Linked DNA regions of Mus musculus: regions 2, 3, 4, 5, 6 and 7 are each linked to region 1. A link is a contact called in public promoter capture Hi-C data. All regions are on one chromosome and are shown on one strand. The core of a region is the stretch at or near the end of the contact, and the rest is flanking DNA. Distances in the headings are between cores, read along the strand shown.

The links. Promoter capture Hi-C pulls out the DNA fragments that hold promoters and counts their contacts.
Region 2: a promoter capture Hi-C map of pre-B cells shows a contact between it and region 1, with 5 times the contacts expected there. The contact joins the enhancer-like site here to the promoter of Tfb2m in region 1. A contact is called at or near these places in 3 of 39 promoter capture datasets (liver and pre-B cells) and 2 of 115 datasets of contacts at active chromatin or transcription factors (regulatory T cell precursor and thymic regulatory T cells).
Region 3: a promoter capture Hi-C map of liver shows a contact between it and region 1, with 7 times the contacts expected there. The contact joins the promoter of Cnih4 here to the promoter of Tfb2m in region 1. A contact is called at or near these places in 6 of 39 promoter capture datasets (erythroid cells, fetal liver, hippocampal neurons and 2 more), 2 of 484 Hi-C or Micro-C datasets (B cells and pre-B cells), 1 of 115 datasets of contacts at active chromatin or transcription factors (thymic regulatory T cells) and 2 of 9 other capture datasets (adipose tissue and liver).
Region 4: a promoter capture Hi-C map of pre-B cells shows a contact between it and region 1, with 2.6 times the contacts expected there. The contact joins the promoter of Tmem63a here to the promoter of Tfb2m in region 1. A contact is called at or near these places in 3 of 39 promoter capture datasets (liver and pre-B cells) and 1 of 115 datasets of contacts at active chromatin or transcription factors (pancreatic cancer cells).
Region 5: a contact with region 1 is called in a promoter capture Hi-C map of pre-B cells, with 2.6 times the contacts expected there. The contact joins the promoter of Pycr2 here to the promoter of Tfb2m in region 1. A contact is called at or near these places in 1 of 39 promoter capture datasets (pre-B cells) and 1 of 484 Hi-C or Micro-C datasets (B cells).
Region 6: a promoter capture Hi-C map of liver shows a contact between it and region 1, with 4 times the contacts expected there. The contact joins the promoter of Desi2 here to the promoter of Tfb2m in region 1. A contact is called at or near these places in 9 of 39 promoter capture datasets (the C10 cell line, the HPC-7 cell line, cranial neural crest and 5 more), 1 of 484 Hi-C or Micro-C datasets (pre-B cells), 1 of 115 datasets of contacts at active chromatin or transcription factors (astrocytes) and 1 of 9 other capture datasets (liver).
Region 7: a contact with region 1 is called in a promoter capture Hi-C map of pre-B cells, with 5 times the contacts expected there. The contact joins the promoter of Sde2 here to the promoter of Tfb2m in region 1. A contact is called at or near these places in 2 of 39 promoter capture datasets (liver and pre-B cells).

What each region holds. Positions count from the first base shown.
Region 1 is chr1:179,544,185-179,548,420 of GRCm38.p6, forward strand. Tfb2m (transcription factor B2, mitochondrial) reads right to left here and starts at 2,092. Exons shown (of 8, transcript NM_008249.5): 1 at 1,638-2,092; 2 at 714-802. The coding sequence starts at 1,947. It overlaps Cnst (consortin, connexin sorting protein), which reads left to right and starts at 2,345. Exons shown (of 11, transcript NM_146105.3): 1 at 2,345-2,432.
Region 2 is chr1:181,225,158-181,229,393 of GRCm38.p6, forward strand. The region is part of intron 2 of Gm38664; the gene reads left to right. Among named protein-coding and RNA genes, the nearest start is that of Wdr26, 15 kb to the left of the region's middle. Within about 2 kb of position 1,879, at least 97 of the 459 cell types and tissues checked have an H3K27ac peak or open chromatin away from gene starts, as enhancers often do. A contact at or near this core is called in pre-B cells, regulatory T cell precursor and thymic regulatory T cells, where this site is marked.
Region 3 is chr1:181,149,078-181,153,313 of GRCm38.p6, forward strand. It overlaps Cnih4 (cornichon family AMPA receptor auxiliary protein 4), which reads left to right and starts at 1,854. Exons shown (of 5, transcript NM_030131.3): 1 at 1,854-1,984. The coding sequence starts at 1,916.
Region 4 is chr1:180,940,344-180,944,579 of GRCm38.p6, forward strand. Tmem63a (transmembrane protein 63a) reads left to right here and starts at 2,175. Exons shown (of 23, transcript NM_144794.2): 1 at 2,175-2,216.
Region 5 is chr1:180,902,471-180,906,706 of GRCm38.p6, forward strand. It overlaps Pycr2 (pyrroline-5-carboxylate reductase family, member 2), which reads left to right and starts at 1,804. Exons shown (of 7, transcript NM_133705.2): 1 at 1,804-2,060; 2 at 2,274-2,344; 3 at 3,404-3,583; 4 at 3,693-3,914; 5 at 4,125-4,217. The coding sequence starts at 1,994.
Region 6 is chr1:178,184,969-178,189,204 of GRCm38.p6, forward strand. It overlaps Desi2 (desumoylating isopeptidase 2), which reads left to right and starts at 2,449. Exons shown (of 5, transcript NM_024282.3): 1 at 2,449-2,989. The coding sequence starts at 2,948.
Region 7 is chr1:180,849,338-180,853,573 of GRCm38.p6, forward strand. It overlaps Sde2 (SDE2 telomere maintenance homolog (S. pombe)), which reads left to right and starts at 1,814. Exons shown (of 7, transcript NM_145943.1): 1 at 1,814-1,955. The coding sequence starts at 1,836.

The DNA of each region.
Region 1 (4,236 bases), core at 842-3,341:
TTCCTCCTGATCTTAAGGGAATAAACTACACTCATTTAACAAAAGGTAGATTAACAACTGAAAAGTGTAACCACAAATTAATGGGAGCCTATGTAACAAGTGTTCCTATGTAGATCTAGAGAAAGTGTCCAACTTCACGCTGAGAGTCAATGGAGAATGGGCAGCTCTGTGGGGATGAGCTGGAATAAAAGGGGTGTGACCTGAACCAACCAAAGGTGGAAGCAGACCCAGGGCCGCTCCGTTCAGATTCTTAGGCTCTCTACGTTTGTCATTCGTTCCTCTTGGGCAGAGGGTGAACGCTTCTGACAAAAGAACTCCCGATCCTCTATGAATCAAGGTAGGCCAAAGGCAGTTCTCACACAGAAAGCTTACAGTAATTCTCAGGCCTATCATTTCTTTTGCAGTGAGGTGGTCCTAGCTTCTGTGTCTATCCTGAGAATAGGAGTTCTGCTCTCTAGGGCTTGATTTGAAGAACAGGAGGGCAGAAACACTTTCTTCCTGAAGCTACACCTGAGGGCTTCCAACTGTCCTTTATTCCAAAATACTCACTTATTATTAATGAGTCATGCTTTGAGGTTATCATTTTCGGGGCCCCAGTAGGAACTAGAAAAGAGATTTCAGAACTCCCAAGCTTTCAGAAACTCAACAAGCATGGAACACTCAACAGGTCCTAGTCTTTATAGATATATTACTTTAGGAACATAAAAATATACCTCCAAATGTGGAATAAAAGTCTTTTCACTTTCAAAGGCAACCACTCTGGCACCAGCTTTAAGTAATGCCCCAGTCAGGATTCCAGGACCTGGTATATTAACAGAAAAACTTTATTTGCAAAATAAACAACATACTGTCTGATTCTGTCTCTCCATTTCTATCTGTCTGTCTGTCTGTCTGTCTGTCTCTCTCTCTCTCTCTCTCTCTGTGTGTGTGTGTGTGTGTCTTTCTCTTCCTCTATTTTTAAGACAGGATCTCACTGTGTAGCTCTGGCTGTCCTGGAATTCACTCTGTAGACCTCGATGGCCTCCAACTCACAGATCAGTCTGCCTCTTGCTGGGATTAAAGGTGTGTGCCATTGCATCCGGCCACAGTCACTTTCAAAGTCGACTTTACACAAGCTTCAACGACACAATGTTTCCAGATAACATTCTTTTTGCATATAGAAAACTATGATTAGGCAGTTACCTTGAACCCACAACATCTCAACAGGTAAGCTGTACAGCCTTCTGTCTGTCAGTGACAGCAACACTTACTGTCCTAACAAATGTCACTATTTCCTAGAAGAAAAACAAGTATATAAGATAGTATGTAAGATTGCGACTACCTCTTACTCACGGACTATTTGAATGTTTAGCCATAAAAATTACTGTCAAGTCTAAACGAAATGACTGTCAGTAAGAAGTGATGCTTAAGAAAGAAAAAAATACAATTCAGGGTCAATGAGAACGCTCAGAGGGCAATGGCGGTTGGCGTAAAGCCTGAACACTTCGTTTCAATCATTGAGATCACAAGTGTAGGGCGAGAACTGACTCTCGCTAAGTCGTCTTCTGACCTAAACACGCGCGCATACACAATAAACAAACACTAATTTAGGATATTGGGCACGTAAACGCTAAGGGCAAAGCTTCTGTTCAACTCACCTGGATTGCACTCTAGTATAATTTGACGGGATGGGTTTTGGTGCTCCAGCAGGTCCCGTACCAGGTTCCTGGCCGCTTTCTTACATGCTATGTGACGCGTAGGCTCCGATCGATTCCTGGATGTCCACGGGGACGACTCCTCCAAATCAGAATCAGGCAACGGCTCTATATTGAAGTCAGAGAAGCCGCGGCGGTTCCTCGTTTGCCAGTCCTTCCGCGTCGCCGCTCCGGACCCTAGAATGCAAGATGGGCCGCGGGCCAACGCTGACAGCGCGATCCGCGGGGGAAGCCGCATCGCCGGTCCCCTCATCCTCCTCTAAAGTCCACCTCAAACACCAGTTAAGGTAGCCTCTGCGAAGAACGCAGAGCACCCCATCACACGTGCACACATTTCACCACCACACTAGGCCGGGCGGAAGTAAACATTACGAATGGCGCATGCGAACGACCTAGCCTCAGTCCTTTGCTCACTCGCTTCCGCTTCCGCCTAGGCTCCGCCCCCAGGCTCCTGTGCGTGGACTCTCCGGGTGTGTCCGTGCTGGAACTCTATGGTCGCCCGCCCTCCGCACTTCCTCTCTAGCCGCGGTCTCGCACTCTATGCTCCTCGGTCCGGCCGCCAGCCGGGAGGGTTGCGCAGAGGGAGGCGGGGCGGGAAGGCTAGAGGTGTCCGATCCTCCAGTGCCGCGGGAGACCCGAGCCGGCGGTGTGACAGCTCGTCGGCCGCCATGTCAGCGCGCGGGGCTGGAAACAGACCCGGCGCCCGGCGGTAGCCCTTGCATTGCCTCGGATGCCCAGGTAAGACCAGCAGCCCGGCTGCAGGGGATCAGCCGGCTGGCGGCGACCGCCGAGCTGTGGGGAGTCGCTGGCTCCTCCCCGGGCGCTGTCCTCCCCGGAGTTGCAGCGGGTCCCTCTCGCATCCGCCCCCTCTCGGATCTCCTGTTTTCCCCGCTTTTCTGCGGGTACGCGGTTGTCGCGCGTCGCGCCAATTTCTCCGCGCGCGCTCCCCTCCCCGGGGACCCGGCAGCTTCTACTCCGCGTCGGTGTCTCTGTTCGGTGGCCCGTCGCCTGTGCCAGCTTCCCTGCGGGTAGCTTTTATTTGCCCCCATATACCTTCTTTCCCCTCCACAGCTACCTCTTTGGTTGTCAGGAACCGCCGAGTGCCTCCCTTCTTTCCCTCCCTGTGGGCCAAGATTTACCTTTTCTTTTTAATATGCATGTTTGCAAGACTGAAATTTCAGGCTGAAAAATTTTAATATTTGAAAGCTTAAAATTCCTTCCCATGTTTAAAAGGATTAAAGCCTTAGGAAGCTTCCTTATTCTCTGTGTAAACTTAGTTAAGCACATTGTACCGTAGAATGCAATTTAAAAGGCCGATTGCAAAGACTAAAAATAGGATACTCTAATGGGAATTTTGGCAGTGTTAGAAGATCCTTTTCTTTGAGAGTGATTTCGGTGTTTGGGGATCGTACTCAAAGCTTTGCCCATTATCCCTTCCATCAAGGCTGGAAGCTGCGGCCAATCAACTTCTTAGTTTAAAATATGTACAATCCTTTCTGCTTACTCTGCTGGCAGCATAATTGAGCTTGGCATATAAATGCACAAGGAAAGAGTTTCTCAGGAATGTGTCACCTGCCAAGTAGCCTCAAGATTGCCCTTAGCTAATGAAACTCTAGGGCGGAAAGAATTGACACCTGAAGATGGCCTTTTTTGCATGGTAAGTTAGTACACTGCAGAAGCTATTAACTGTTGTTCACTGATCTTGATTTTGTTAAGTTTTTGTTTTGTTTTTTAACATCCTTTCTTTATTGAAATTATTCTTCCCAGGCATGGTGGTAAAAGTCTGTGCTCCTGGCATTCAGGAGGCTGATTACCCACCAGTTGGAGGCCAGCCTGGGATGCATAGAGTTCAGGGCTAGTTTAGGATATAGTGAAACCATGTCTCAGGAAAAGAAAAAAAGCAAAGGTGACCCCCCCCCATTGGCATTTTGATAAACTCAGAAGGATTCTAGACTTGCACCCCTCCCCAGAGCTATATTTTAACAATTGAATATGGCAGAATGATTTTTATAATTTTTATTAATTAAATAATTAATTAACTTTACCTCACGATCCTTGCCTCCCCTGCCTCCTCTCCTCCCAGTCCCTCCCTCAGAATGATTTTTAAAAAATATCAGAGCAATAACAAAATTTACTTACCCAGTATATTCTTGAGTTTTTCATTTTTAAAATAAGCCTCTTAAGGCAAGGGGATTGTAGCTCAGTGGTAGACCACTTCGCACGTATAAGGCCCTGAATTCCAGACCTAGCACCATTTTTAAAAATTTCACAATGCCTGTGGACCACAGCCTACTCAGTCCAAGGAAACTTGGGGCAGGGTTTATTTTCCTTTTGAGTGGTTGGCGTTAGGAAAGTTATATTTATCATTGTCCTTCTTTGTTAGGGGTCAAAGCCTGGGCTTTGCACACGCGCTGGGCGAGTGCTCTGCCCTGGAGCTACCTCCCCAGCTCCCTGTTTCTGTTTGTGTATGTGGTATGCATGTGTGTGCCTGTGTAGTGTGATGTCACGTGACTGTCACTGTCCACTGTTTTGTTGAGACATG
Region 2 (4,236 bases), core at 629-3,128, 1.7 Mb after region 1:
CCCAGTGCTAGGCTATGGGCAGGTACTTCATCATCAGGATACATGAAAAGCCTGTGTCAGGCCTGGATTTCAGCCTTGACTGTGTTTCAATAGCTTGTGATTGTTTCCCGCTGCCAGTCTTCAGTACATCTGGTGTCTGATTCTTCTCAAAGCTTCAGCCTTCAAGTCACCGTTTAACAAGGTTGAGAGGAGAGACTCTGAAGTCTACTGAGGATGATGGAAGACTGTGATGGGCCAAGTGCATCCTGAGGGAGCTGGGGCCAGGCTAAACCCACCTGACACAGGTTAAGCTTTAGGAAAGGGAGGATGTCGTGGTGTGTGTCACCAGTGCCTGTCTTCTAGCCTGGGGGTGGGGATATGGACGTCTGTCTTTCTCTGGTCTTCTGGAAGTGGGTATCATGGAGAAGGAGTGGGGGGGGGCAGCAGGTGAGAGGTTGGGGTCTCTGGTAATTCAGAACACTCGGGATCTAAGCTGCTCGTTACCCCCTTGGCATAGTAAGGAAGAAGGAAGAAGGGCATTGGCTTTTACTTCCTGATGAACTCCTAGAGCTTTTGCCTGTGGCAGGACCCACCAGGGGCCTCCTAAGACCATTGGGCACCATGGTGGTAGCACATTTAGCTTATGTTTATTGAGTGCCACGTGCTGGGTGGGTTTTATCTACTTTTTGAATATTAATATTTTTTAAAGATTTATTTATTATATATAAGTACACTGTAGCTGTCTTCAGACACTCCAGAAGAGGGTGTCAGATCTCATTACAGATGGTTGTGAGCCACCATGTGGTTGCTGGGAATTGAACTCAGGACCTCTGGAAGAGCAGTCAGTGCTCTTAACCACTGAGCCATCTCTCCAGCCCAAATATTAATATCTTTAATAATCACAGTTACCCTCATAAGATAGGCCAGTTAACACTATTCTTTGAAAAGGAATTATGTGTATGTATCTGTGTGAGAGTATGCCACATATTTTGTGGTGCCTAGAATAGGGTGCTGGACCTCCTGGGGCTGAAGTTACAGGCAGTTGTGAGCTATGTGACATGAGTACTGGGAACTGAACTCAGATCTTCTGCAAAGGCAGCAAGAGCCCTCAACCACTGAGTCTCTCCATCTCCCAATAGTCCTCATTTAAAACAGTTCTTATTTTATCTGCGTCTGTGTGAGGGTGTTGCATCCTCTAAAGCTGGAGTTACAGACAGTTGTGAGCTGCCATGTGGGTGCTGGGAATTGTACCCTGGTTCTTTCAGAGGACACATAGTGCTCTTAACCACTGAGCCATCTCCCCAGACCCCCTTCTTCATTTTTTTTTTAAATGAGGGCAGAAACTGCACCTTAAGACTAATGACCAAATCACATAACTCATAAGTGGCAACACCAGTGTTCAAACCCGAGGTGGCAGGTCCCAGAACCTGTGCTGCCCAAATTGGATGACCTTGCATGGTAGATGGTAGCTGCAGATGGAGACCAGAGGACAAGGGAGGGATTCAAGGATTCCTGCGGTGTCTGCACAGCCAGCATGCTCTGCTTGCTCTGAACTTAGTTAGCGGGTGTGAGGTGTCTCGTGGGGACTGTTGGGAATGCCTTGCACCTTGCATTGCGCTGAGGCTGTACACAGGTCTAAGAGCGACTTTATACACTAAGGTCAAGAGAAGGTGAGGTAATCCTAGCTTAATCGTTAGGTCAAATTGACAGGAGAAGTATAACATCCATTGATTTATCAGTTTTATCACCTTAAGATTTCCTTGAACTAACTGGAAGCTGACTTCTGGTCTTTTGTCTCTCTGAGGTTACAAGCGTGTCTATATTTAGATCAATAGTCACGCTTCTGTGGTGATGGACCAGTGTGTGCCTCCAGAAACGGCTGTGAGCTGAAACCGCATGTGTGTCCTTAGCAGAGAAGTCAACGGCTCTGTAGGTCTGCATACCCTCGCCAGAGGGACTCTGCACAGACTCGCTTAGTAAGCAGATAAACAAACTTTGTGCTCGCACATAGCCGGCTGCTAGGCCAGCCTCCACTCGTTCACGGGAGCCAGGGGCCTCCTGTTTAGCTCCAGACCCAGATCTTTTCTCCTGTCACCATTGCCATTAATATTTTGCTTTTTTTTCCCCCTCCCAATCTGGATTAGATGACAGCCTCCTAAATGCTTTGTGCTGTTTCCTAACTAGTTGCCTTTACTGCTACCAAGATCATTATAGTAAGGAATAAAAACAGTATCACTTGGAAGTGTTTTGGATGGTTCTCTGTACATATAAGCCACAATCCAATATCCAGAGACTTAGAAGTTGGCCTCTTTTTTATGGCCCTCTATCCCTCACACCAGCTACCCCAGATCTCCTGCTTTCAGAGTGCTTTCATAGTCTGTGCATCTGTTGTGATTTTCCTCACATGACCATTCCTAAATCCCCATGGAGGTTGTCCTCAGAATCATCTTGGGAAGAAGCGGTTTTCTTACCCTACCAAGCTCTGCCTTTGAGGAAGGCCTTACTGCAGTCTCGGTCCACCACAGGTACCTGGCAGGCATTTGCCAAATGGATTCTTCTCTCCACCCAACTCTCCGTCCAACTCCAACCAATGTCTAAAGCACTTGCCGTATGTCTAAGGTGCTGTTCTAGGCCCTGGAACTATGTGGTGAACAAGACAGACTCCTATGGAGTTCCTATGAAACTTATATTTTTATACGCTCACATCACTGTAAATGCTCATTTTAGATTCTGTCTTCTAAGGAAGACCCAAAATAAAAAAGAAAGAAACAGGAAATAAATCACATGGCGCGCAGTGCTAAGCCGAGACTTTAAGTTGGGTCCCATGACGCAGATGCTTTCTTTGTGTTGGGTGGTTAGGTAGGGCCTCTCTGAGGGGCATCCTGAAGGCTGAGATCTGCATCAGCTGCTCTCAAGATCGGGCAGAGAGCATGCCAGGCAGGGGAGACTACACAGAGGCTTTAGAGAAAGCACAACCCAGCTTTTAGAACAAGCACGCTAGTTAGCTGAAAGACACGCAGGAACAGAGCAGAGTGAGAAAACGCCTCTAGGGCGCTGAGAAGCGAACACGTGGACTGCAGTTGGTTTGAGGACCAAAGGTAATCATTCCTTAAAACGCTGCATTCTTGCTGGCAGCTGCTAATAGCAACATAAAAAGGCCCTGTTGTTCCTAACTGATGCACAAACGCTCTCAGGAATGAGGTTCCGCATGCCCGCTTCTTCCTGTCACTTGCAGCCAAGTCATCGTGTCGGAAAGGCCGGTGTGAAGAAGGTACCTGATTTTGATTCACACGAGTTCCCATCATCCCTTGGGCCTTTATTTTGCCTAAGATCCATGATTAATAAAGCCACGAGAAAACAAATACTTTCCTTTGTTCTGCTTATTGTATCTGCTACAGTGAGAAGTCTCCATCTTAATACTTCTCTTTCCTTCCTATGTTGTTTGTGTAACAGGGAATCACTTCCTCCATCCACTTCACTTGTGTGCAGGCTGAGCCATGTGCTTAATACCCAAACCTCCATGGGCTTCATCTGAATCTCAGGTCACGTGAGCCTCTCCTCTCCTAGTGCCAGAAGTCACCAAGTGACAGAGACAAAGGATAACACTCATTGCAGGTGGGCCGGCATGAGCTGCCAACCAGGAGGCCCAGACTGGGGGGAGCTTTTGGTCAGATTTGCTACGATTCACATTCCTTTGAATCTTTAGAATTGACCTCAAAATGCCCAAGAGGGTCTGTCACATGGGAGGAGGCTTATACTCAGTGACGGCATGCCCTGATGGGTGGCGGGTATCCTCAGATCTGGACTGATGAAAGTGTGTCTATCCCTGTGGTCCTATTAACCAAGTGTTTGCCACACCCAGGCCATGTCTCTGCTGTGGTGCAGGGTCCAGGTTTTGTTTGTTTTCCCTTCTACCATGGTCCTAGATTGACTTTTGGGAATCGATGTACAAAAAAAGAGTTGTTCAGTCAAGCTCGATAGTGATTAAGGGTTGGAAGGAATTTTGGACTTGTAAACTTTTGAGACAAAGCAGTTGAGGTACAAAACAATGATGTGTCTTGCTCAGGGGAAGCGTGGGCTGATATCAGAGCTGGATCTACCAGTCTTCGGCTCTTAGTTTCCAGGGTGGTGGTTCTGTTTCCACTCATGCTGCTGCCAGCCCATAAAGACACATAACAAATAGTGGCCAGATTAAAACAGCCAGAGTCCACATGTAGACACTTACAGGCGTGTGTGTGTGTGTGTGTGTGTGTGTGA
Region 3 (4,236 bases), core at 604-3,103, 1.6 Mb after region 1:
ACTGAGGCAGGATTAGAAGATGGGACATCCGGCAAAGGGAAATGGAATTCTGGGAAATAGTTAGACAAGGGAGATATACCCAAATGCTGAAGGAGATAGTTGCATAACACTGAAGATAGGTAACCAATTATGTAGCGGGACTTAGAATAAAAAAGCTGGGTAATTAAGTTATGAGCTAGAGAATAACCCGAAGCATTAAGTCATTATCTTGGGGAGCTTGTGTGCAGGTGGAAAAGCCTGATGCTACATTTCCCGGTATTTGACATTGCAACAATGCTTTTGAGTTTTAGGTAGAATTAAGACAAAATTCATCATAATGGGAAATGGTAATTTAATAATTGTGGTTAGCGGGGGTGGGGGTGGGTGGGGTGTGTGTGTGTGTGTGTGCTGTAGAGATGGCTCAGTGGTTAAGAGTACTGACATCTCTTTCAAAGGTCCTGAGTTCAATTCCAAGCAACCACATGGTGGCTCACAATCATCTATATTGGTATCTGATGCCCTCTTCTGGCATGCAGACATATATGCAGGTAGAGCACCCATACATTAAAAAATTTAAACAAACAAACAAAATAATTGTGGTTAATTGTGGTGTGAGCTATTACATTTTCTCAGGATAAAAGACCATCTAAGGGATGTAGGACAGGCCCAGTGTGGTGGTAAAAAGGGTGCTGGATCCGTGGAGATGGAATTACAGACAGTTGTGAGCTGCCATCCAGATTCTGGGAATGGAATCCAGGGAGCCATCCCTCCAGCACACCCCCTACCCCATCCTGTTTTTTTTTCTTTTTTCTTTTTAAGCACAGCAAGTGCCTACTGTCTTGGGCCTCTCTGCTCCTTGTAAATCGTCCAACCCTGTGTGAAACCCTCAGCCTGGTCTCTGCTGCTCTTCAGGGGTTTCTTCCTGCCCTTCAGGGTACTTGGGACTGCTTTTAATTTCTGTGGTTTATTCTATCTCCCCTACACTTACTATGCAAGGTGCAGGCTTGTGGGTGCCTCCCCTCTCTGTTCATTGTGTCTCTTAAGACCTAGAACAGTGCCTCACATACACTACCTGCTTTAAATTTAAATTTAAAATGAAAGTTAAATAAATGGATGAGCGAGTGAATGGCTGCTGGAATTGGCTTCCAAAGGCAACAGAACCCACCCAAGTTCTGTTTTGAATATTTAGTTGCTACTTTATTGCCCTTTTAACCACCAGAGCAGTTGTTTGCTCTGTTCATCTCTGCACTTGAAGTGTACAGTAGCTCTTGGTCTATAGTAAGGGTGTAGTAAAAATTATTTGCCTCCCTCTTTAAAAAAAGGTTGATAACTGGATTCTGTAAAATTCTTCAAATTCAGAGGTGAGAAAGCTTGCTGTTATCAAGAATTGGCAAGCAACTGGGTAAGTGCTGGGGAAACAGGTCAGGAACTGAAGAGCAGAACTCAGTGGCTTTGTATTTGAGATGAAAAGTTATAGAATGCAGGAGGGTAGAGAACAGGCGTTAAAGCAGCCATGTGTGGAGACCTATGCCAATAATCCCAATGCAAAGAGACCCAAGTTAGAGGCCAGGCTGGGCTTACAGAGCAAGATCATACCACTCGCATACAAAGCGCATTCCACAGAAACCAACAATGATAGGCAAGGAAGGATGGATACAAAGTGAAAGAGAGACAGAAAATTTCATATGATAGGCAAGGAAGGATGGATACAAAGTAAAAGAGAGACAGAAAATTTCATACAGGGTGAGTAACTTCATGCAGTGGATACTAAATGAGGGTGAGGTCCACCTGCTATGCTCCCTGGGCACTAGTGAACTTCATTTCCCATCATGCATCGCGTCGCGGAGGTGGCGTTTTTGGACCACAACTCCCGGCATGCCGCCTATCCCAGCGGCGCGGCCCGAAGCTGGTTTGACGGGCGGAGCGGCGGCGGAGGATGGAGGCGGTGGTGTTCCTCTTCTCGCTCCTCGACTGTTGCGCGCTCATCTTCCTCTCCGTCTACTTCGTATCCTTGGTTGAAGCGGGCCGCGGCCGCCGCTCGTTCCCAGGGCTACCGCCGGGGCAATGGGCAGAGGGTGGGCCCGGCGGGCGCTGGCAGGTTGGGGTGAGGGGGCGGCGGCGCGGGCCCGGGTCGCGAGCGGAGGAGCCTCGCTGCGCCTCGGGCGGGCCTGAGCCAGCTCCCCCTGCCTCCTCTTCGCCTGCCTGGGCCGCCGGGGGTCCCCGAGAGAGCGAAGCCGTTCAGGGGCATAGCCGGCCGGCCTGAGGCTTTGCCGCCTTCTCTAGTCCCCGGCAGCACCCTTGCCCCTTTGTCCTTGTGGGTGTCTGCCCTTCTGGAGACTCCCCACACCCAGGAGATGACTCATTCCAAGAACTGGCGGTGTGCTTCCTTCACGTGCAGTTCTTTAGGGTTTTTGAAAGAAGCATCCACAAAGTGTTTCTGGTTGCCTTCCGCAGTGGACTATCTGTAAACTCAGTAACTATACCTGTGGCTTAATCCCCAGTTTCTAAACTTTATATATATATATATAAAATCCGTGTTAACATTCAGTATTTTCTATAGTTGTTTCTGTTACAGGTTTCAAACAGTATTTTCCAGACCAGTACATGGTGTTCTTCAGCCTAGCACTGTAGTAGTTGTGTGATGTGACTTCAGTACTCTCAGTCCTTGGGGGATGATAGTCTTTGTTACAGCACGCTGCTGTAATGCAGTAGTGTAATGCACAGACCACTTTTAAGTAATTAGATATGACTAGTAAAGTGCTCCAGGACCTGTGGCTGTTGCCCCTTTCCCTATGAAATCACGTCCTCTTTTCTGATCGAATTGAACTTTTTGTTTGTGCAGCCCTGGAATGGCTGCACAGAATATATTTCCCGCTTTTATGATGAACTGACAGTTTGTCTTAATAGGAAGAAACAAACTTTGGAACTATGAACCTTGCCCAGTACTGTATCTTACCTGCTTCGATTTTCTTTAGGATTGTAGATATGTATTTCCTAAATATACACAGTGAGAATTTGTGTCAAACACCCAGTGGCTGCCCAATTGAAATTATCTAGCAGCAGTTCTTACTTTGATGATTTCTCATGCAAAGAGCCCTGTGTTTTATTAGCTTTGAGGAACTGAATAAAAGGGCAAGATCTCTTACCTAAGTTCCAATGACCATTGTTTAGCTTATGATATAAGGGACCAGAGCTGTTTGACAGAAATGCAACAACAATTTTTTATTATTTTTGTAGTTTGGAAAATTTGATCATTAAAACAGTCTTGGTGTATAACAGATCATGTATATATGTACATGTTAGCTGGAATGTTGAACAGTGGTTACACAGTCAGGGCACATTTTGGTGAGAATTCAGATTTTACAGTGTTGTAGGATTGTTGGAGTAATTGCGTTACAGAGAGTAGGTGGGAAATGGTCAGAGTAGATTTCATGTAAACTATAGGAGTGTGTGGAATTAGAATAGTGAAGAAATCTACAGGGGAAAGGGGACAGATATTTGCAGTCACTGGTCAGAGCAAGGTGCAGGGCAGGCATGCTTATTTTTGTGTGATGGGTAAAGATCAGGAGCTCATGGTTCCTTAGGGTCATCATGAGATCAGATGGGAAAGGAGGGTTAGATCAGATGGGGGGGGGGTTTCATCCTGCAAGCAGTAGGGAGTCGCTGCAAACTTTTGACATAAACAAAATGACTTTAGGTCAAGGATACACAATTTCTGTTAGAAATAAATTCATGAGATTTTTTTGTTGTTGTTGATCTGAGGGTGTGGCTCAGCTGTAGAGTGCCTCCACAGAATGGATAAAACGAGGAAATACATTTATTTGGTGACAACAGTTAACAAGGTATCCCACTTGTGAAAAATGCTAAGACTGAAAGTAGACTGATTTTACCACAAAGTAACCATGAGAAGGGAAGCATCTTGATTGACTAGGTTTTATCATTCTACAATATATATATATATATATATATATGTTCAAATCTGTTATATGTGATAAAACATATAATTCTGTTTCTTTAAATGCTCAAAAGGCAATAGTTTGCTAGAAAGATGAATCTACAGAGTAGATTGAAAATGAGAAAGATTGGAAGGTAAACCAGTCGAGTTGAGAGTCTTCTGAATTTGAATTATAGTGTTAATTGTGTTGGCATTGACTGATTATGAGTATGTGGGGAAAGTGGTGAGTAGGAGGTATTTGGTTGAGAATATTTTACTTTTTTACTAAATTTTACCTTTTTTTTTTTTTTGAGACAGTGTTT
Region 4 (4,236 bases), core at 925-3,424, 1.4 Mb after region 1:
GTTTGTGTGAGTGTATGTGAGTGTGTGTGAGTATGTGAGTGTGTTTGTGTGAGTGTATGTGAGTGTGAGTGTGTTTGTGTGTGTGTGCATGTGAGTGTGTGTGTGAGTATGTGAGTGTGTTTGTGTGAGTGTATGTGAGTGTGTGTGAGTATGTGAGTGTGTTTGTGTGAGTGTGTGTTTCTGTGAGTGTGTGTGTGAATGTGAGTGAGTATGTGAGTGTGTTTGTGTGAGTGTGTGTGTATGTGAGTGTGTGTGTATGTGAGTGTGTGTGTGTGAATGTGTGTGTATGCGTATGTGAGTGTGTGAGTATGTGAGTGTGTTTGTGTGAGTGTGTGTTTCTGTGAGTGTGTGTGAGTGAGTGTGTTTGTGTGAGTGTGTGTGAGTATGTGAGTGTGAGTGTATGTGAGTGTGTGTTTCTGTGAGTGTGTGTGTGTGTGTGTGTGTGAGTGCCAGCCAGCAAGTGCTTTGGAAGTCAAATGGAAACTTTAAGGAGCTGGTTCTCTCTTTCAACAGTGGGTTCTGTGGGTGAGACTCAGAGACGCAGCTGGTTAGGCTTTCGTGGTAAGCGCCTTTATCCTGAGCTTGAACCTTGAACTTCTCATCCTGTGTCCACATCCATCCACATCCGGAGTGCGGTGAGTACAGACCTGTATCACCATGACTGGCTTGTGTGTCACTAGGTATCGTGCACACTACCCAAACACTCTGCCAACTTGAGCTACATCTCTAGCCCAGGTCTTGTCAACTCAAACACTCTGATCCATCCCAGCCTTCTCTGGACCTTGAGACAACTGTAACCTGCAGAAGACCAGACATGGGAAGCCTTTCCTTCCCTTACCAAGGGCCCTAACCTTTTCTTTGGTAGCTGGGCCATTATCCTAATGACTGGGGCTAGATCCCAGGCCACAGGCCAGGCAGGTGTCAGCGTGATCAACAAAGGCAGAAATGAGGATGTGTGGGATGGGAGCCTGGAGAAGATCAGGCAGAGCCAATCTGAGGAGCCAAGTGCATAAATGACTGGGGGCCTACAACCAGGGACCTAGAGAAGCCAGTTGTGGGGTCCCTAACAAAGAAAAGACAAGGACAGAGGATGGCTCTGGGAAATTAACTGTTAGCTAGGTCTTAAGGGGTTGGAGGATGGGAGTGGGAAGGGACAGAGAACCAAAGAGGAAAGAGACACCCTGTTTCAGATAGTTGCAGGCTGGGCTAGAATCAGGACCAGGGAGGCTGCGAGAGTATTTTTATCTTTACAGTAGAAGATGAAAGCTAAAACATGGAAGTGAGGTCAGAGAAGCAGCAAAACTGTGCCTTAGGGAATGAGGATTTGCCGGGCATGGCGGTGTCAGTGTGGCAAGAACTCAGCAGCAAGCTTTGGTCCCACTCCTTTCCTTGTGTAAACCGAGACCTGCAAGTGGGTGGTTTGAGGCAGTGGCCCCTCCAGGATCCTTACTCCATTTCCCTAAAGATCCAGCGTCGGTCCTGTCCTGGGAGAGGGCGCAGAGCAGGTCCAGAGGCCGCTGTTATCTGGAAACCTCCAAGTCGCAGCCAGAACACACCAGACGCTCAGCGTGTTTGGTCCCAGTTGGCAACGCTGGTGACCCGGGGCAGAGCAGTAACGCGTGGTCCTAGGGAACGCTGGAAATGTTGTTCTTTATTTGGGGCAGGACAGAGCTTTGTAACTTTCAAGGTCCCGGCTCTCTTATGCGGCGGGACTGGGAACAGGGTAGGTCCACTGCGCCCTGGTGTTCCCCCGCCCTGAAATCCAACTGGGCCAGCTTAGAATTTCCTGGGGACATTCAATCACGAACATTTGCAGATGCTCTCCAACGCCGCAACTATCCTAGGCACGGCCCAGTGCCCTCTCAGTGGGGATGTGCTAGGGCACAAAGGAAAGGCAGTTCGGAGACGTCCTCTCCCAGCCTTGTGGGCGTTAGCTGGTCTGGTCCCGCCCCTAGACCTCCGTGAGGACGGCCACGCGTGGACCAGCGTTAGAGAACCACATTGGGGTTCACTGCCCGGCGCACAGAGCTCGAGGTCCTGCTGGGGCCGGCGCGAGCGAAGAGTCCAAATTAGGTAACGCGTGGACACAGTTCTGCGCATGTGCAAGAGGAGCCGGAGTTTCACTTTGTAACTTTTAAGTGGTGCGGACGCCACCCCGCCTCGCCAGGTACGGACTGACCACTCCCCCGGGCGCGCGCGCCGCGCCGCCGCCGCAGGTAAAGTGGGAAGGGGAGCAGAGATGGGGAGGTTGCGGCCAGCCCCTCCCAGGACGCGCCGGCCCGGGTCCTCGCGGGGCGGGGCGCCTCGGGTCGCTTTCCCCGGGGACTGTCTGGTGACAGTAGCGGGGTAGGTGGCTGGAGAGTGCCAATCAAGCCCCGCGCCGCTGGGACTTCCTGACAGCTCTTGGCTGCGTGGCGGATCCTTCCCTCCACCTCCTCGGCGGGCTTTGGAGTTTGTTTGTGGAGTCGGATCTCCCCGCCTAACCCGAAGGGCAGCGTCGGAGCCCTCTTTTCTTTAATTCCTTACGAGGCTAGACCCGGCTTGGGCGGGCTTCGTACTGTCCGGGTGACCACTCCCTCCTGCCCGGGTAGCACCGGGTGGAGGAAAACTGGGGACTTGGGAAAGGGCGGGAGGGGGAGGGAAGAGCTGAGACGGCAAAGAAACCACATCCGACAACAACTTACCCAGACCTGATAAGCCTGGCTACCTGACACCTCGGGTGAGGTGGAGTTGCTGTCTTTCTGTCCCAAACAGGAGCCAACAGCTTGTAGGGACTTTTGCAAAAGGCCTGGGAACATATTTTCTCTCCTGAAGCTTTGGCTGGGTCCCAGAGCCTGCCCTGTTGAGAGTTTGGGGTGCCAATGATATGGTGGAGTGCTGAGCGTTTGCGTGTACGAATATTCACTGGATGTGGGATGGTGGCTATTGCTAAGTGTGTACCTAGGCAGGGATCCTGAGACCACAGTGTCTAATTGCTGTTTTTAAGGCCCCCTCGCTCCTCGTAGTGATGCGGTTGGAATACAGCCTTTTGCCTTGCACATTCTAGGCGTGCACTTGGCTTTGAGCAGCATTTCCATCCCTTAGGGACTTGTTTGATTTCTTCCCTACACACACCCAGAGCCTTCTCTCTCTGGCTTGGCTGCCCCTTGGTGGGTGTGCTCCCATCTGCCCTCTCAGAGCGTGTTCCTTTGGGAAGGCAAGAACGGACTGGCTCATTGAAAGCCTAGAGAATGTTTCTGTAGCAGCCTCTGACTCTGCTGCTGCTGGGTGGGCACAGGTTGCTCCGACTGGAGGAGAGGGTCTCGGACTGTGGCTTCTGATCCCTCTCACTTGTCAAGCCTTTCTTGTTTGCTCTGCGGTATTTGATTTCCCTGATTCTAGCCCACAGGGGATATTGAGGCAGAGAAGCAGCCCTTATGTCTGCATGAGGCAGAATAGGCTACCTGGTTGAGGAGGCCCTTAGGCCTTCTGTTTTGCTTTTGAGGCAGGGTCTTACTATGTAGCCACGGATGGCCTAGAACTCACAGAGATCCACCTGCCTCTGCCTCCTGAATGTTGGGGTAAATGGGTGGGTACCACAACACTCTCCCTTCCTTAGTTCTTACCAAACTTTGTAGATTCTCTTGGGAAACCTGTTTGGCAAGAGAAAAATGACTTAGGAGTGTGGCTTGGCCACTAGGGGAAGGCAGCCACAGTTACCCTCCTGGGGTCAAGGCTTCTCTGTTCCTCCAGGCCTCTGAAAGAGCAACATTGGTGAGTCACCTTTCCTACCCACCCAGCACTACCCGTACCCCCCTTCCTTGGGACAGCACTCCCTCTGTGAGCATTTATGAGGATATTTTTCCTTTTCTTTTCCAAGCCTTCTTTCTTTGCTCTAGGGTGGCCCATTTCCCCCAGTTCTAGCTTTAGGGGATCTTTGGGTGCTGCAGCAGCCCTCTGGATGTTCATAGGAAACCTTGGCTTGGTATGCCACCTCAAGCCCAGAGCCACTGTGCTTCTGAGGGAGAGAGGCCCTCCTGACCTTGGCAGGACCTGGGTTCCATTGGACAAGAGACGAGCCATCCTGCTGGGTGAAGAGAAAGGAACAGGGTGGCGCAGACGAACCCGGGGAGGTGGCGGAGAGCTTGTTCTAGGAGTTTAGATGCAAAGCCAGGTAGCAAGAAACTCAGTGGGCAAGACCAGAAAATGGGCGCATGGGATAAGAGGCATGGGCAGGTCTCAGAGTAACATCAGAGT
Region 5 (4,236 bases), core at 554-3,053, 1.4 Mb after region 1:
TTTATTTTTTCGAGGCAGGGTTTCTTCTGTCATATATCCCAGACTGGCCTGGAACTCTCAAACATCCTGCCTCTGCCTCTAGACTCCAGCCATTGCAAGATCTGCACAACCTGTCCTGGCTTATCTCGCTGAAGTGTTCTAACAAAGACATCAAGATTTAAATCTATTCTCAGATGTCTTCAAAGGAAATAGAGAGCTATTCTCCAAAAACTGTCATATTGGTTCTCCTTCGATGGTGAGACTGAAGACGGTGAGCCCACGCCTGATATGTAAAAGGCCGGGGTTTCATCTGAAATACTGAAAAAGAAAGAGAGAGAGAGAGAGAGAGAGAGAGAGAGAGAGAGAGAGAGAGAGAGAAGAGAAAGAAAGGAAAAAAGAAAGAAAGGAAGGAAGAAAGAAGAAAGAAGAAAGAAAAAGAAAGACATAGCTTTCTACTGAACCTAATTTTTGGGTAATAGACATGGATTCCTGTGTAATACAGGGAGCTAAGGGAGGGTTGGCTGCTGCAGATTGGCCATCTGCCTAGCCTGGGACACCTCAGTACTCTGTCCCATTGTCTGGTTCTTCCTAATTCTCAGAAGGGGCAGGCGTGTTACTTAAGGATAAGACAAGGGTGAAGGCCCTGAGGCACTGATAAAAATGATGCTGGGGGCGGAGAACCCGGGGAGAGGGGAGGGAGGAGGCTGAACTGGTTTTCCTATTGGCTGGGAGGTCCGGAAGGGAAGGGCTGGACGGTAGGGTCAGGGTGGGGCACTCCTGGAGGGTGTGTCCCAAATGGCTGGGTGGGAAGGTAGCTATTCATCTACCTCACTGTAGCAGAATACAAGAAAGCAGATAGTATGTATGTAGTTTCCAATTCTAGGAAGACTGGTAGGAAGGTCCATTGAGTTCAGGAACTTAAGTCTAGCCTGGGCAACAAAGCAAGAGATTCTGGCCAGAAAAAAAAAATCGTTCCACTTTAACTGTTTGGTTCGTCCATTAATGGAATAAATACACGTTAGAATCTTGTGTAAAATAACGTTTCGGTGGCGTTGGGAAACTGCTTATGATTGGTATACTATAGAAATGTATGTACTACACGCCTATAATCCCATCCCTCAAGAGGATGAGGCAGGAAGGTCACTAGTTCAAGAACAGCCTGGGCTACATAGTGAAACACTTTCCAAAAGTCAAACCCAACTTGTGGCTGTTCCTGAGCCCTCTGGTGCGTCTGGACATGTTTCGAGAAATCTTTCTGGGAATAAACAATACAATTCTAATGGAAGAGAGGAGATGTCACTGGTGATTCGGGACAGCTCCTGAAAAGCTTCGATGCTGGGTCTCTTTGTATACTCTAAAACCACAAGGTGGGGTGGACAAACAAGCAGTCATTTCTCACTGTCTCAGCTGTTTCTCCAGGTCGCCCTGTTCCGGGTAGCAAGAGAAGTCATGCTTGGCCAACAGGCCGTGCAAGCAGTGCTTTAAGGAAATCACTAAATAAATCAACAAATCATGATCTAGTAATTCGTCTTTTCTACCTAGTTCTACTTCGGAAGGAGCATGCCGAAGCTGGCTAGCTGTAGCCTGGTGTCCATGAGGGGTACATCTCTAATAGGCGTTTTGGAGATCTCACTCCTGAACCAGAGTTAGAAACCAACTCTTCTAACCAGGAATTACCAGTGTCCCAGGCAGGGCCAAGCAGACCCGCACCAGCGGAGCTAACAGGTTCCACCCGCTGCGCGATCAGGAGGCGGGCGCACGGCCTGACGGCGATGCCGATTGGTCCGCCCCAGACCCGAGCCTCGGATTGGTTGCCTTGGACACGTGGCCAACCGGAGGCTGCGTATTTGGCGGTGGATGCTCTGGGATACTTGGGGCCTCTCTAGCAGTTCATCTGGTGCATCCCGGTTTGAAAGCTGTTCCGAGCAATTCGGGTCCATCTTTTTCCACGCGCGGACACTGACCCCGGGATCCCCAGAGTCCCCGGATCGGCGCTCGCCGGGATCCTGCGGCCATGAGCGTGGGTTTCATCGGCGCAGGCCAGCTGGCCTGTGCTCTGGCGCGGGGCTTCACGGCCGCGGGTGAGCGCGTGGTCAGCCTTCCCTCTCACCAGAGTGAACGAGTGAGTGAGTGGGTGGGTGGGCGATGAGTGAATGTGAATGGATGGTAGATTTGCATCCATCTGCTGGGAGCATAGCGTCGGAGGCCGGCACTGCTAGAGCTGCTGTTGGCTTCCATTGATGGACTGCATGATTGGGCCATGATCTACAGTTGAAAAACTTTGTTTTCTGTAGGCGTCCTGTCGGCTCACAAGATAATAGCCAGCTCCCCGGATATGGACCTGCCCACGGTGTCTGCGCTCAGGGTAGGCTAGGAGGGATGGAGGGAAGTGGGCAAGAGGAAGAGGCCCAGGAAAAGCGTGTCCGGAGATGCCCTGAGTCTGGCAGGCTCCGACTCTCCTTTAGGGAAGTCATCATTGTAAGCCCTGCACCTTCTCTGAGGCAGCCTTGTGTGGTGGGAGCTCCCAGGCAAAGTTAGTGTCGGATCCTACTGGGGTGAAAGTAGGCATATAAGAAAGGTTCTTTTTGGGCTGGTGAGATGGCTCAGCGGGTAAGAGCACAGACTGTTCTTCCGAAGGTCCTGAGTTCAATCCAGCAACCATATGGTGGCTCACAGCCATCCCTTAACAAAATCTGATGCCCTTTTCTGGAGTGTCTGAAGACAGCTACAGTGTACTTACATATAATAAATAAATAATTCTTTAAAAAAAAAGGTTCTTTTTGTTAGTCTGCTTTGAATTTCACTGCATAGCCCGTGTTGGCTTCTAAGTCTGGAAAATTCTGCTTACCGATGTTGTAAATGACAGCGTTGCTAGGGGACTTGGTGAGTTACGTAGTTTCTTTATTCAATAAAGCTTAATGTCCCAAGTCTTCTAACATCTGGCCAATGTGGGACAGGTGAGCAGATGAAGCACTGTGGATACTGTTTGTGCCTAGTATAGGCTTATGTCCCCAACGCTGTAGGACCCCAGCTATGCACCTCAGAGCCCTAGAGGGGGCCCCGTGGAGACTTGTTACTCCGGTAAACAGCTGTGAGGTTGGGAGTGGGCTTTGCAGCTCTGCTTCCAGACTCTGGGTGCTCAGCTCTTTCCATCAGTTCTCTCTCACCTGGCAGAGAGGTTCGAGATTGCTGGGGTTGAGGGGACAGCCACTTTCCTGGCCATGGTGGAGCAGCTTACCATTTTGTACCTATTTGTCCGGTGGCAGGAAAGGAAAGCTGCCATTTGGGGATAGTCACGGAGCCCTGAAGGCACAGAACAGAGTGTTGGCTACAGTTGACAGAGAGGGTCTGCTATTCTATGGGTGGCACGGGCTCAGCCATATTACCTAGCATTACGGACAGGGTCCCCTACTCCTTACTGCAGAGGATGGGTGTGAATCTGACCCGAAGCAATAAGGACACTGTGCGGCACAGCGACGTCCTGTTCCTGGCTGTGAAGCCCCACATCATCCCCTTCATCCTGGATGAGATTGGAGCCGACGTGCAGGAGAGGCACATCGTGGTCTCCTGTGCAGCCGGGGTCACCATCAGTTCTGTGGAGAAGGTGCTGTTGCCCCGGTGCCCATTGTGTGAGAGGAGGGGTGGCCTGGGAGTGGCTCAGATCCGAGGGAGCTATGTCCTGGACACTCAGTTGGCTTGCTCTCCTCCTCTAGAAGCTGATGGCTTTCCAGCCGGCCCCCAAAGTGATCCGCTGCATGACCAACACGCCCGTGGTGGTCCGAGAGGGGGCCACCGTGTATGCCACGGGCACCCATGCTCTGGTGGAAGACGGCAAGCTTTTGGAGCAGCTGATGAGCAGTGTGGGCTTCTGCACAGAGGTGGAGGAAGACCTCATTGATGCTATCACCGGGCTCAGCGGCAGCGGGCCTGCCTATGTGAGTGGTTCTCACTTGCCCACTGGCTTGCATGCATCCTGGGCAGCAGGAGGGGCTGGCGGAAGAGAGGGCAGCCGGCACATCTCTTGGACATGGCTGGCTGGTGGAAGGAGCTGACCTTCAGGATTGGTCCCAGTCACCTGAGAAAGCCGCCTGTGGTGTGTGGGTGCGCGGATGCTTGGTTCCTGTGTTCAGAGAATATCTCCACAGGCATTCATGGCCCTGGACGCCCTGGCAGATGGTGGGGTGAAGATGGGCGTGCCGCGGCGCCTGGCGGTCAGACTGGGAGCTCAGGCGTTGCTGGTTAGTGTCTTTGCGCGGT
Region 6 (4,236 bases), core at 1,199-3,698, 1.4 Mb before region 1:
TCCCAACAACCACATGAAAGATCACAACCATCTGTACAGCTACAGTGTACTCACATACATAAAAAATAAATCTTTTAAAAAAAGTAACCAAGCCAGGTGGTGGTGGCATACGCCTTTAATCCCAGCACTTGGGAGGCAGAGGCAGGCAGATTTCTGAGTTCAAGGCCAGCCTGGTCTCCAAAGTGAGTTCCAGGACAGCCAGGGCTATACAGAGAAACCCTGTCTCAAAAAACAAAACAAAACAAAACAAAAATAGTAACCAATAGACTTGGCAATAGTGTAATGTTAGAGTAATGTTAAATAATGTTATGATGCTTTTACAATAGTACATTTCCATATGGTTTTTCCAAAGGCTATTCATGTTAGTTGTCCTCCCCATATTGCCTTCTTTAGCCTGACCTCCCACCTCCTCCCCCTTTTAATATTTCTTTCCAGCTGCATTTTTTCAATATTTCCTAGTGCTTCAACCCTTAATTTCACATAGCCTATAGTCATCTGCAAAAGAAGTTCCAATTAACGGATTACCTTTATCAAATTAGCCTGTGGGTATTGTCTTAACTAATTGATATAAGAGGGCCCAGTATACCCTGGGTGTTACATCCCCTGGAGAGGTTGTCTTGAGTTTCTTAAAAAAGCTAGCCAAGCATAAACCAGTGATTGAGCCAGCAGGCACTGCTCCTCCAAGGTGCTTGCTTTAAGTTCCTGCCCTGTCCTGACTTCCTTCTGTGATAGACTGTGACCCCTAAACCTGTTCTGCCCTAAGCTGCTTTCTGTCAGAGCAGGTGTTATCACAGCAACAGAAAGACTGCCCAACAAGTCTCTAGGCTTTAAGTTCTACTGAAATGTTTATTTTAGTCAGATTAATGGTTGTGACTCCATTTCATTTATGCAAATGCCTACTCAACATCTCATGAGACTCTAAAAGGCACTGAAAATATAACATGACCTAACAGTAATTTCATTTCCCTTTCTAACCTGCTTCTCCCTCAAATGTTTGATATATTATGAATAACATACTATCTACCCAAATTTGTCAAACATCCAGGACCTATTTTTGAGACTACCCCTAACTCCCCCAACAAATTTAATGTCCACACTTTTTAATATAAGGCTGGTCACTAGACTCCCAAGATGAGGAAGAAACCAAGCCACAAATCCAAAGTGCCTTTTAAATCTCTTGCATTATATCTGTTAATAACCCATTGACCAAATCAAGCCAAAGCTTGCTAAAGACAGTAGAGAGAGGCATCAAAGGTCATATATAATTTGAGAAGCCACTTTTACAATTTACCACGTTAATGGTCATGTTTCTATTTCCCTTGCCTCATTAAAATTTCACACAGAAACTCAAGCAATTTTTAATTTTTTAAAGTTATTTATTTATCTGAGTACATCATATCTGTCTTCAGACATATCAGAGGAGGGCATCTGATCCCAAATATAGATGGTTGTAAGCCACCATGTGTTTGCTGGAAATTGAACTCAGGACCTCTGGAAGAGCAGCCAGTACTCTTAAGCATTGAGCTTTCTCTCTAGCTCTCAAGCAATCTTTTAAGAGACTTATGTACATATTCATGTCGTTCCTTGGCTCAAACCCTACCAACTCTTCATTTAAAATCCAACCTCAGAGTTTGGAGAGATGGCTTGCCCACTAAAAGTACTTGTTGCTCTGCAGAGGATCTCAGTTTGGTTCCCAACACTCAGGTCAAGCAACTTACAGCAGCCTATAACTTCGGTTGCAGAGCATCCCTGCCCTCTGTCCTCTTTGGTCACCTGCACCCCTTGCTGTCTTTGTCTCTGTCTTCTGTCTTTCTCAGTCTCTTTCACTCTTTCACACACAGAGACACACAAACACACACACAATTGATAAATCTAAAATGTAAAATAGATATTCAATCTCAGCTAACTGAAAACTCAGGATGTCTTCTGACCAGTTAACTGCCTGTCCACAGATCACCTCTTTGCTCATTATATTCTAGCCACAGAGAACTTTTATTTTGTTCCTTAAGTACAAAAAACATGTCTTATGTCTATGTACTTTTGTCTCCTCTAATTGGAATTCTTGGCTCTCTTATATTTGACTAGCTTTCTGTCATTCACGAAATGTGAATTCCGTTTTGAGGGTTAAAGGAGACTTTCTTACATCCTACTTTTACAAGGGTAACCTTCCTCCCTTTATTGCCTCACTTCTATATTTTCAAAAATTAAAAAAAAAGCAGAAGGGCTTTGGAAAACTTAGTCATCACTTCTTCACATTGCGTTGGATTCACATCTCACGCTACAAACACCAGAAACAGCACTGAAAACTAAAAGGCAAATGGAGTCTCTGCTCGCCAAGGACGAACAGCGAAGGTTCCCCTGACAAACTCTTCGCAGGACTTTCTGGGAACTGTAGTCTCCCAGGGAGACGTGAGTGCCTACAATATCCTGGTGAATGCTGGGATATGTAGTCAGACTGCTTACACGCCCAATAGGAATCGCGGGTTCTCCCTCTGCTTTCTGGGAACGGTAGTCTTTCTGCGACCTCGAGCCACCAGGGTGAAGAGGCATCCGGCCTGTCGCCATTTTAGGTCTCCAGCTGCAGAGCCTGAGAGCCTCAACGCGCAGGCGGGCTCATCCCTGGATCCTGGCCGGCCCCGCCTCCAGGGTGCCTAAAGCCCGCCCCTCGCCCAGGCCCCGCCTTCCCCCACGTGTCTGCGGCCGAGGGGAGGCGCCTGAGCTGGAGCTGCCTCTCCACCTGTCTGGCCGGGTCCTCGTACAGGTTTCTGACAGCGTCTCCCGGGAGCGGTCCCGGCTGCCGGATGCTTCCGCCCCGGCTGCGGTGGGCCGGGCTGGACGCTTAGTGCCCGGCTCGAGCCCTGCCTGAGGCGCCCGCGGGGGTGGCAGCGGCCTCCGCCCCGCGGAGACCGAGCGGCTGGAGGACGAGGCGGCGGCCGTGGGGAGAAGGATGGGGGCTAACCAGTTAGTGGTGCTCAACGTCTACGACATGGTGAGTGCGTCCCCTGGCGGCCCGCGCTGGCCGGCCCTGTCAGGGGTCGGGACCCCGGCCCGGTGCTTCCTGCCTCGCGCCTCCGCCTCCAGCTTAGTTCTCAGGGGTGGGGGGAGGGGACAGTCGCGCTGTCTTCTAATCCCGAGACTGGCCCGCGCGCCTCCTGGAGGTGTCCCAGTCAGTCCGAAAGAGGGCTTGGGCTCGAGCCTCGTCCCAGCCCTCAGCTCCCCTGGCTGTGGGCCCGACCCCTGGGCGGATGAGCCGTGTCCTATCCGCGAAGCTTCGGTCGCAGGGCGACCTCCCTCCCAACTGCCACCTGGCCTCTAAGCTGCTCAGCTCCCCTCTGCCCTGCTCCTGCTGGCCCTTGTCTGTCTCCAAATGCTCGAGGCTTCCGACAACTCTCAAGCCCTTCAAGTCTAGAAAGTCACAGCTTCGATGCGGATGCTAGCGTCTCCCCAGAGGTGAACCGGAGCCAATACACCCTCACCTCCAAGGCATCCTCATAAAAATGAAAGAAGCGAAAATTTATGTAGAAAATAGCGCCATTGAATTATTTAGCGATCACAGAGGTGATCCTAGAATCCGAAGGCCACTTTCCAGGTGATGCAACAGGTGGATGACGTGACCGCTAGAGAGGGAAAGACAGCCTTGTTTATTATGTCATCTAACTTTGAAGAACTGAAAACATTCAGGCTAGGGTTCAAAGGCTGGATCCCCTCAGGTTCCAAGTGCAATAATACCCCTAGAAGAAGCACCTGGTAGAGAATGATCGCCGCAGGGAGGCTACGTTTGGGTGTGTTCACTCTCCTTTGGTTACTTAATTTTTGTTTTGTAAAGGATAGCCTTCCCCTGAAAAGCCTGAAATTTCTTGGCTATGCATTGACACATGAAATTTCTCCAGCATTATTTCTGTTGGCTTAAAAGTACTTAGAAGAAATTCAACAGTAAGAAGTCTTGGCTCTTAATTACAGCTCTAAGCTCTTTCTTCTTTGTATTGTTTATAAATTTTTAAATGAACAGGGAGCTATTGATAGAAAAGGATTCCTCATGCTATATCTAGAAGTTAACGTTGACAGGGCATGGTCTGCTGGTAACTAGAAGCGAGGTTTCTCTTCTAGTAGGTTCCAGTGTAAGTCTGGAGATGAGAGGTAGAGTAACAGACTAGGAAAAGTTAATCATGAAGGGAAAAGTTGGATAACTGGAGCAGGAGATTCGAGAAGAGCATGCGTATTGTATGACTAACAGCC
Region 7 (4,236 bases), core at 564-3,063, 1.3 Mb after region 1:
TAGATGCACACCAGGAATAATTAAGTTAGACTGTAATCCATCAAACAGCCAACTAATATTTATGTAACATCTATTTTGTGTATTTCACGGTGTAAGGAGCTCATTGTGAAGGTTTAACAGATTATAGATTGCTCAAGAGGTCTGTGTCCTTGAAAAGCTAATAATGGTTATTTTGTATTTTAAATGACAAATGCTTGCTGGTTGCTTGGGTCTTCTTCATAACAGAGATTTAAATATAACCGAGGGGTAAAGAGTGAATTCATTCAGACATTAGGTTTTTGGAGAGCAGTAGTAGATAGTTGTAATAAATGACGTGGACTTTTCTTGTTAGAAGGGAATCCTTCTGGGACTTTCCAGCTTACAAAGCATTATTCTGACAAAGAAATGTTACATAACCCTAAACTGACCATGATCTGGTTCCTTGCAGAAGAAGAAGCTGCCAGGCTCTTGAAATGGTCATTTGATTCCCAAAAGGTGAAAAAAATAAATTAGCAGTTAGGACCACATGCTAACGGACAGAATGGGAAAAGATGGAAGGTCACATGCTTCCCAGTTTGTCTGGAAGGTCACATGCTTCCCAGTTTGTCCTGCTTACGTATCGGATGAGACGCCTGTAGGCCTCTGGGTTACTACTACAACACTCATAAAATACTGCTTCTATGCACAACATGCTTTGTGTAATTATTCTTCATCTCCTGGAATCTTCATGGAGGCCCGCTTTCCCGCCTGTGTGCACCAACAGATCTATAACTCCACAGAACTGCAAGTCCTATTTTTGTTCATTTTCACAGTTAAAGGATTTCAAGATTTTGTGCTTTCTCCTCAGCGATTAGTTCCATCGGCCTGCATCTTAACAGCCGAGAATATGGCTCTGCGGGCCAGGGCATCTGTGTTCAGGAGACTGAGTTATCCTCCCGATAATCCTCCCAGCTTCATGCTAGCAGCTTTTAAATTGTTTAGTATTTCAGAGACAACATCATCTCAGCATATTAAATATTAAGGGCCTCCCTCAGCACCCGAACCTTAAAGTTGTTCTCTGTAAAATCTGCGCGAGTGTTCCCAGGGCACAGAAAGAACGTTACAGCGGGGGTTTTTGGAAGCAGTATGGCTATAAACGTCACTCCCGCCCCTGCCGTTCACAAGGGCCCATTTGCTGTGAAATATTTTGAAAACACAGCTGAAGCGGGGACAGCGCAGAGCGCAAACATGCAAAAATAGGAACGAGCCGAACGTGATGGAAGGAACGTGAAGGGGGGTTCAGGAAATGAACATAAACCTCTAGGGAACTACGCAGGCCGGGGCTGCGGTTTGGGGACCACTGGGGGCCGTTCTCTAGGACTGGGAGGCCTCGCGGGTAGAGGAAGCCGTTTTTCTCCCCGCAGCACCGGGAAGCAGTGGCTGCCTGGGACACAGCCCTCCCAATCCCAAAAATAGCTGCACAAACCGGAGTGGCGCGCTGGCCTGCGGCGCTGGGCGGAGCCACGGGCAGCTTATCACCCCCAGCCAAAGCGCTGTAGCCCAAGCGCAGCAACCGCGCCCAGAGCTCGCCCTTTATAGCCAGTCCCTTGAGCCCCGCCCTAGCAACCGCCCCTAGCAACGCCTAGCTCCAGCGCTCCGCGGTCTTATCGGCCTCAGGCAGGCCTTTCCTGTCCCCCTCCCCCACGCCAGCTCGCGTGACGCCGGGCCACGTGACCGCCTTCCGGAAAGGCGGGGGTGAGTGGTGGAAACCCGGGAGGCGGGGCGCTGGAAGACGAGGCCTTCCGTCATCGAGATGCGACCGGATGGCTGTGTCGCCTAGTGCCTGTCGCAGTCCAGAGGTTCCGTCACCAGACGAAATGGCGGAGGCTGCGGTGGTGGCGTGGGTTCGCGGCCCCGGTACCGTGTGGAAGGCGCTGCCGTGTGCCTCGGTTGGGTGCTCCGTGCGCGATGTGATCTACCGACACTGCCAGGAACAGGTGAGGATGGCGGTTCCCGGGAAATGGGGGAAAGAGATCACCAAGCCAGGCTGGGTTCGTCGTTGGGTGTTTCTGACTAATATGGGGACATTCCTCTGCTAGTCTATGGCAGTCGTTGTTTTGTCCCCACGTCGTAAGAGAATCTCCGTCCATTTACTGCGCTTTGTCCAACCTCGACTACAAACTCTCGTTCTGTTTCTTTTATCCCCCCAAATGATACCTTTAAGGTTCTCTTCTTACATTCACATTATAGATAGGAATATGCTTTCTTACCGACCCTCAGGACACCCATCCAGGCCAAAGAACGGTTAGAGAAGGATATGGAGTCATCCTGACAGAGCCAATCACTCACAGATATTCTTGGGCCTCTTTAGACTCTGCCATGTGGATATAAAACCCTGGTTAAGTGCTTCTAAAGTTTTAAGCTTTAATTCCCAAAGAAGCAGGCTTATACTGACTAGGAAATCTCAAACCTCTTCAATCATCTAAAGAGTTTACTGGGTTCCCTGAGTCTAATTTTAATCTGGGCGTTTGGTATAGAACAGTTTTTCTGTATGACTGCGCCTTCGTTGTAGTCTGTTTTCTCTGCTTGTTATGTAGAAACATAACAAATGTTAAAATACCAAATCTGTTCCTAAAGAGACTTGGATGAGTTCCAAGAAGAATATGTGATTTTCTAATTTCTTTGTCCTTTAAAAAACAAGGACAAGAAAGTCTTTCCTTGTAGCCCAGGATGTTCTGAACATACTGGAGGGCTGGGATTATTGGTGTGTCCCACCACATCTAGCCTTTGTTTTCTTCTCTATTCTGCGGTCTAGTAAGAAAAACAGAACCTTTTTTTAGCCATTCGAATTCAGATACTTTCCAAAACAGGTGACTTTTCAATGTATTTGAAGAATAATTTTCAAGTTTTATTTTTAAACTTAAAATTGATCCATAAACAATAGAATCTTAACAATGAGGAGTGTTGGAAATACACTTTTTTGAAAGGACACAGAAATAAGGCTGGGCCTGGTGGTGTATGCCTCTAATCTCAGCACTTGAGAGGTTTGGGGGTTCTTAGCCACGTCTCTATAGTGGTTTTGGGGCAGCCTGGACTATGTGAAACCCTGCTTGAAAGCAAAACAGCCTCCTATCACCTCGTCCTTAGATTTAACAGAGGCACTGTACATGGACTATGGGAGTCCAGACATCCAGAAAAAACCCCCAATAGAATTGAGTTTGGAGAACAGGTAAGCAGAAGCAGTTATCAGAGAGCATTTGAGTCTGTCTGTTACTTAACAACAGTAAATGTGAGTGCAAGCAGCTTACTAAGGACAGTTTGATGAAATAGGAAAAATCAAGATAGTTCAAGTTCAAGCTATACTTTTTAAAGCAAAACGGTTCTGATCCATGAAGAAGTTTTATCTCTCGCTGAGAGAGGAAGACCTCTGCCCTGTTGATCATTAGCCTTAACAGACATCAGTAAAGGTGACTACAAGTTAATAGGAGACTCCCAAGGACATACTGCAGTAGTAAAATGCTGTAAGGACCTTGACAATCTACTCCTTTCTTATTTGCTGGGGGAAAAGTTGGTTTTAAAAACTGGAGATGAGAAGAATTCGGCTGCTGAAGGTGTCAGTAAGACAGCAACTTTCTGCTGCCCTTTGTCATGAAGGCCCAGGTGTGTGTACAACTTCCAATTAGGGGTTCCTGAGTAGAATATTCTGCATCCAAAATGTGTATTTCCAAGGGAAGAGGAGCCTGGTGTGTTCAACGGTTCAAGCCTGACGTTGGTCATTTAAGTTTCTCTTAACCTCTTTTCTTGTAGCGATGCTTGGTTTTCTTGTTAGGAACTGGAGACATTTGCCATGGTTTCTCTGTTTGCAGCTCCTCACGGCAGAGGGTCAGTACATTTGACCTTAGTGGACTGCACGTTGTCTCTGGTGCTTAGGCTGGTAGGCTGATCCTGCAAAGGTGTGGGTGAATACAGTGTATTGGAACATTTATAATCTACACATTTGGGAAATGTATAATCTACACATTTGATAAAATAGGAAATTCTTCCAAATTCTTTTTTCTACTAGAAACTTAATAGACAGGATTTTTTTTTAAAGATTTATTTATTCTATGTGAGTACACTGTTGCTCTCTTCAGACACAGCAGAGAGGGCATCAGATCTCATTACAAGTGGTTGTAAGCCACCATGTGGTTGCTGGGAATTGAACTCAGGACCTCTGGAAGAGCAGTCAGTGCTCTTAACCATGGAGCCATCTCTCCAGCCCAATAGACAGGAATCTTA